Linked DNA regions of Gossypium hirsutum: region 2 is linked to region 1. Evidence: chromatin contacts called from public Hi-C data. All regions are on one chromosome and are shown on one strand. The core of a region is the stretch at or near the end of the contact, and the rest is flanking DNA. Distances in the headings are between cores, read along the strand shown. Region 1 holds the start of LOC107888838 (membrane-anchored ubiquitin-fold protein 4). Region 2 holds the start of LOC107888835 (protein ESSENTIAL FOR POTEXVIRUS ACCUMULATION 1).

Region 1 (3,034 bases), core at 392-2,891:
GGCTCGAAAAATGAAATTCATGAAATTTAATCCTTATTTCAAGCCTAACCAAATTTTCATATAACATTTATAGTACTTATATTTCACAAAACTCAGAATTTTTCCATGGATTTTTCCACTTTTCAATGTAGTCCCTAAATCATGATTTCATAAAAATTCTCTTTGTAAAAGTTGTTTATCTATCAGTAACTTTTCATTTTCTACCATAAATTTCAAATTTTCAACATATTCATCCATCTTTACTTTGATAACTTTTTAAATTAGTCCTCAAAATAGATAGATTAAACTATCCCGATCTCAAAATTATAAAAATTACTAAAAACGGGACAGAAATACTTACCCAATTAAGCTTGATTAGTTTCTTCTCTCTCTCCTAGGGCTCCCATGAAATTTGGGGATGAATATGATAATAAAATAAGATGATATTTCTATTTAATTATTTATCATCTTTAATTATTTTGATTTCTAATTTAGTCCTTAGTCTTTTCTAATTTTTCCATGGATGAATCACCAAAAATATCTACTAACTTTTCTTTAATGGTCTAATTATCATATAAGGACCTCAAATTTTTAATTCCATAGCTATTTAATCCTTCTAGCTACTAGAACTCAACTTTTGCATTCTATGCAATTTGGTCCTTTCATTAATTAAACACATGATCGGTAAAATTTTCTTATCAGAATTTTCATATGACATTTCTATCATAATGCAGACCGTGCAATAATATTTAAAAAATTTTCTTTCTGGCTCGGATTTGTGGTCCCTAAACCACTGTTCCGATTTCACTAAAAATGAGCTGTTACAAAACCACTCAAAGATAGTGATTTTGTTAAACTCGATACTCTATTTTTAAAACTCAAAATGACGTGCTCCAAGTAACTGAAGGTTTAAATATATATATTTAATCTACGTTTTACAAAATGATGAACAAATTTTAGTTAAAGAGATTTTCTGCTGCGTCATTCTTTTTAAATATGATGTTTTATAATCAAAATCATGATACTCAAACTTTTCTAACAATAGATTATTTTCGACAAATTACTCTTAAAGAAGGGATGTAAGATTGATATTTTGATTCTTTTTCTTCAAGCGAAATAAAAGGACATTTTAAATACAATGATTTTTAAGAAAATATGAAAAAGAGTTTTCTTTGCCAATGACTTGGTCAATGTGATTCTCAAGATTCAGCCATAACATCTGAGCCGGGTTTAAGGGGTTACAAAAATAATCCAAGAAACATACTCATAGTAGGTCAATCCAATATGTTGTTCTGTATTGATTTTGACATTCCTATATCAATGACAACAGTTTGTCATCAATCAACTACACATTAGTCTCAATGCATTATTGTTTTCCAAACCCACAATAATACTTGACAAAATAACCTTTAACAATAATCATATTTTCTTAGGAATTTATTACAATTCAATTTATTTATATACATAGAAAAAAATTGAAATGATAATGACAATGCCTTATATTAATAAACAAGGTAAAATAAGTATGTAATTACAACCATCTCATGATTGGCCTTTGGGAATACTATAACATCTTTGTCCTTGATCTTAAAATGCACTATGAAATGGATGTTGGGTCATGGATGTTGAGGGTTAAGTAGAAAGAGTTTGATTGTTTCAAATTATTCTTGAGAGAAAAGAGAATAGATTGTTTGATATGATGTATATAGACTCTTGTTAAATATATTAAAAAATTGAGTGAATAAAAGTAAAACAAGTGAAATAAAAGCGTGGTTAATCTCAAAATCATTATGAGTGAACTTATTTTTATCGAGTGTGCACCATTCTAGACTTGCTGTAGCACTTGGGGGTGCCCTTGACATTCTCCCCTACTCAATCTAATGGTGCACTTGTTGCTAGGGGAATGCCGCACTTGGTCCCTCGATCGACATCTTCTATGTGAGTGACTCCTCAGGCCTTCAGGCCAAGTCTTCTATGCTCAATTTTTCTTGACCGTTACTGCACTTGGAGAAACCATCACTCTCAGTTCTTTTGCCTCCATGATGTTGGCGCTCTCTGCACTCTTTCCATTGCACTTTTGTATATGAGGGGTTGGACTTCTTTTCAAATCTACTTGCTTTCACATTCTCTCATGCTGCCCAATTGATCTTTGCCTTATGACACGACACCCAGCCTTAACACTTGCGGCTTCACATCGTGCTCATCCTTGAAAGCTCTAATGACGACCAACCTCCGCACTCAAGGCTCTGGATTGCTTCCACAACATTTGACTTTAAACTTTTCCAGTCTTCACGAGCACTAATAACTTAGCGTTCGTAAGGTTTTCTGTGACCCATCTCTCTCACGATTGCTTCGAGACTCCCTTTCTCTCGTTTGCTGGTCTAGTTATAATAAAAAGGGACACGCGTTTATGTTCGAAGCTTAAATTATGGTCAAAGGGACTTTCCTAGTCCTTGTATTTACCATGTTTTTTCAGCTTTTTTCTTTTCCAGTCACCAACCAAAATACGCCACGCCCTCTCTAATATCCATCCCTCCTAACTCACTATTTACGATACCTCCATGTCTCTCCCCTCTGCATTTGCAAATGGAAACATAAAAATAAACAACTCAAAGATTAAAAAAGAGAAAGCGTGAAGATCGGGTCTAATCTGGGTTCTCTTGAAAGTTTAACCAATTCTTTGAATCTTTTGTAGTCTCCCTCGTGTATATATATATCACCCTCAAGAGAAGAGAAAAGAGCTCCGCAATTCATTTCATCTTTTTTCTTTTTTGTAACAACTTTTTTTCGAAAGGTATATATATTTAAAGTCCTGTTGTAGTTTTAGTTGTCGGTTTAGGTTTTTTTTTTTCTTTCTAAAATTTCAATCTCTTTTTATCGTTTCATGTATGTAATTACAACGAAAAATACCCCAAGAGTTAGGGTGGAGTGAGGTGTGATTTTGGAATCTGTTACTTTTTCTTTCATTTTCTAGGGAAACCCAAACAGAGAATAAAAATAAATTGTATGTAGTGGTGAACTTGAGAGGTTTTTTTTTTTTTTTTTTGGAAAAGAA
Region 2 (3,034 bases), core at 299-2,798, 140 kb after region 1:
ATTAGTAACTGTAATTTGGTAAAACAACTTAACCTGAACAAGAGTAAATTGTACGATTATGATGTTTTACCTAAAAAAAAACATGTGGGTAATTGCTTATTAACTTCATATGGACTTACTAAGCGTAAAGCTTACCCCTCCTCTCTACTTCTTCAGTTTTGGCTGGTCGGCTCGGGGTTGGAGATTGTCGGAGGCAAAATCACACTATCAAGCTATCATTTTTGGGAGAATTAATTCAAATATTAGAAATATCAAGTGAGTGGCATGTATAGGAAGTTGGTTTGTGATATGTATTATTATTATGACTTTGACCATACGTATCGGTCTGCATTGAGTCATCGTATATGATCATGAGATGTGGTCTTTATCCATTATGGTTTGTAAGTTTAATTAATCATGCCATGTCCTATGTTTTGATGTGATGATATAGTTAGCTTTGTTTATTATGCATGATTGGTAATACATCAGGTAAGTTAAATACAGGCCAGTCGATCATGAATTAAATGGACATGAGTAATATTACCTTGAATATGGATGTTTAATGGACAAATTGGTAACTACATTATGATGGTATAAGATGAGAATAAGATTTAACATGTCCAGTTCTAGTTAGTGTAAGAATGTATATTATATACAGGATGGTAAGCAAATATGTTTAAAGTGAATGACATGTTATTGCATGATTATGGATGTGTAAGTACTCATTTATGCCACATTATATGTCTTTAATTATGAGTCTATGCATGTGTTCGAAAAGTTTTGAATTAAATGAAATTTTATGGCCCGATTTTTGTCTATGTGTATGGTTAAGTCTGGTAATGCCTCGTACCCTGTTTTGGCCTTGGATATGGGTAAGGGGTGTTACAAGGCAAAAACTTCTAAAAGTAAAAGACTTATTAAACAATGGAAAACAAACATATAAAACTTAAAGACAACAAAAGTCCAAATTGACTTGTAAAATAAAAACAAATTAAAAAGCTGATAAAAAGAGGCACCCACTTTCCAAGATAAACTGTTTGAGGCCAATGGAGTTTCAACGACGACAAACACCGTAATCTATCCATAATAACTTGTAAAGATAATAAATATACCCACAAGCTAGATCTACAAACTGAAAATAGAAAAGATATATGGAGTGAATGGGGAGAATAAATAAAAATTGGTGGGAGAGAAAGAAAGGAGGTAGCCAACTTGGAAGTTGACACTTACCATGCTTGGACAAAACAAAATAGAAAAAGCAAATGACTTGGAGAAAAAATAAATCAAAATTTACATCCAAAGGAATTAAGCGAAAGTAATTCTAAAGATGAATTTAATTTTTTGATAATTATTTAAAAAACAATTTCTCCCGTAAAAAAACTATTGTAAATTAAATATTATGGATTAATTTACATAAAGATAAAAAGTAAGAGCACATTAGTGTGCAAATTAAAATATTAAGAACTTAAAAACACAAAAATTTACAAAAATTAAATAGCAAAATTAAGGGGCTATTTAGGAATTAACCCTCCCTTTATTATAAGCAAAACCCACAAACGGCAGTATACTATCTAAGAGATATTTATATAGTATTTTATTTAATTTTGAAGGTCCTTCTCTATCTCTGTCAAAGCTAAAAAATAACTAAGAGAAAATAGCTATTGTTAACCTAGCGATTCCTCTCTCACGCTCTCTGTGCAAAATCGTTCCTCTCTTCAGACCCTTTTCTCTCATCGACCCATTTGATCTCTCTCTCCCTCTGCCTTTACCTTTTTTTCAGAATCTTAAACGCCGCCGTATCTCCGCCGCGATCTCTGCTTTTTATATTCTCTCGATGGCTGACGGAAAATTAGATCTACCTGATGATCTCCTCTCCTCCAAAACCAGCTTCGACCACTCCTCTCTCAAAGGTATTCTACATTCTCTTTTCCCTTTCCTTTTTACGATCAAATATTTGTCTCATTGTTTCCTCTAATTTTATCTTATTGCATGCTGATTGTATTGCTTTCCATTTCAATTCAATCTCTTCGTTTTCCCCTATTATTCTATTCTTTTTTCTTCCGGAATATTTCATTTTTTGAAATTTACTAGTTTGGTTTAATTTATTAAATCTAGATTTTTCAGATTTCGTTCATGGTTTATTTATTTTTGCCCCTAAGATCTCGTTCGATTTTGTTGAAACCTTCTATTTCTTTTTGCTGTGTTGTTATAAGAGATTATAATTAGAAAAAAAAAGGAAGTGCACAATTGTTTCTATGTGAAATTATATTAAGCTTAAACCTTCGATTTAGATGCACCAGACAATGGATATTACTTTTATGAAAGAAGAAAAGATTACTTTAGTTGCTTATCTTAATTATTGCAAAATATAAACTGCAACGTTGAAGTTGATATGGTACTGTAGTATGTCTTCTTCTTATTATTTCGACAGATTGAATTCAATGAAAGGATCACCTATTTCAATTAGGAAAATTGGCAGTTCGTTCTCAAATAATTTGATACTTTAGGACTCCATAGAGACAGGCTGAGGTTATGATTTCTGCCAAATTAGCCTATGTATTAATGATCTCAGATATTGTTAGTTTTAGGTGAAGCGTGGGATGGGAACTTGGAGGACAAAGGACACGTGGGGTTACTTGAGGGCACCAAAGGTAATGCTATTTGTCGTATGTTGATGTTTTTGCATTTTAAAAGCCTAAGTTCTCTTTTATTGTAAAATCTTACCCTTTTTTTCCCTAGCAGATCAAGCAATTTCAGAGAGCAATATACCTTTGTCTCCACAGTGGCTTTACTCTAAACCATCTGATTCTAAGGTGTTAGCTACTGGAACATCTGGGGTATGGAACTCTATTTTCTTTTGTTAATATGGTACTTAGTTCATTTCCATATGAGGGTTTAATGTGTTGATCTCTAGTTTTATTTAGCTTTATGTAGCAAAAGTTTGGGTAAAAAGTATATCTGATCACGTAAAACTTAGTTAGACTAGCATCTATCACTGAATGCTGATCACAAATTTATATTTGACTTTTACCTTATGACAAATTCTCATTTTGGT

Evidence for each region. A called contact is a pair of places that touch in the nucleus more often than the background predicts.
Region 2: a Hi-C map of leaf shows a contact between it and region 1, with 2.6 times the contacts expected there. The contact joins the promoter of LOC107888835 here to the promoter of LOC107888838 in region 1. A contact is called at or near these places in 11 of 34 Hi-C or Micro-C datasets (callus, fibers, hypocotyl and 2 more).

The regions. Positions count from the first base shown.
Region 1 is chrA09:31,334,592-31,337,625 of Gossypium_hirsutum_v2.1, forward strand. It overlaps LOC107888838 (membrane-anchored ubiquitin-fold protein 4), which reads left to right and starts at 1,642. Exons shown (of 3, transcript XM_016813080.2): 1 at 1,642-3,034.
Region 2 is chrA09:31,478,008-31,481,041 of Gossypium_hirsutum_v2.1, forward strand. LOC107888835 (protein ESSENTIAL FOR POTEXVIRUS ACCUMULATION 1) reads left to right here and starts at 1,549. Exons shown (of 11, transcript XM_041077767.1): 1 at 1,549-1,889; 2 at 2,562-2,630; 3 at 2,722-2,816. The coding sequence starts at 1,814.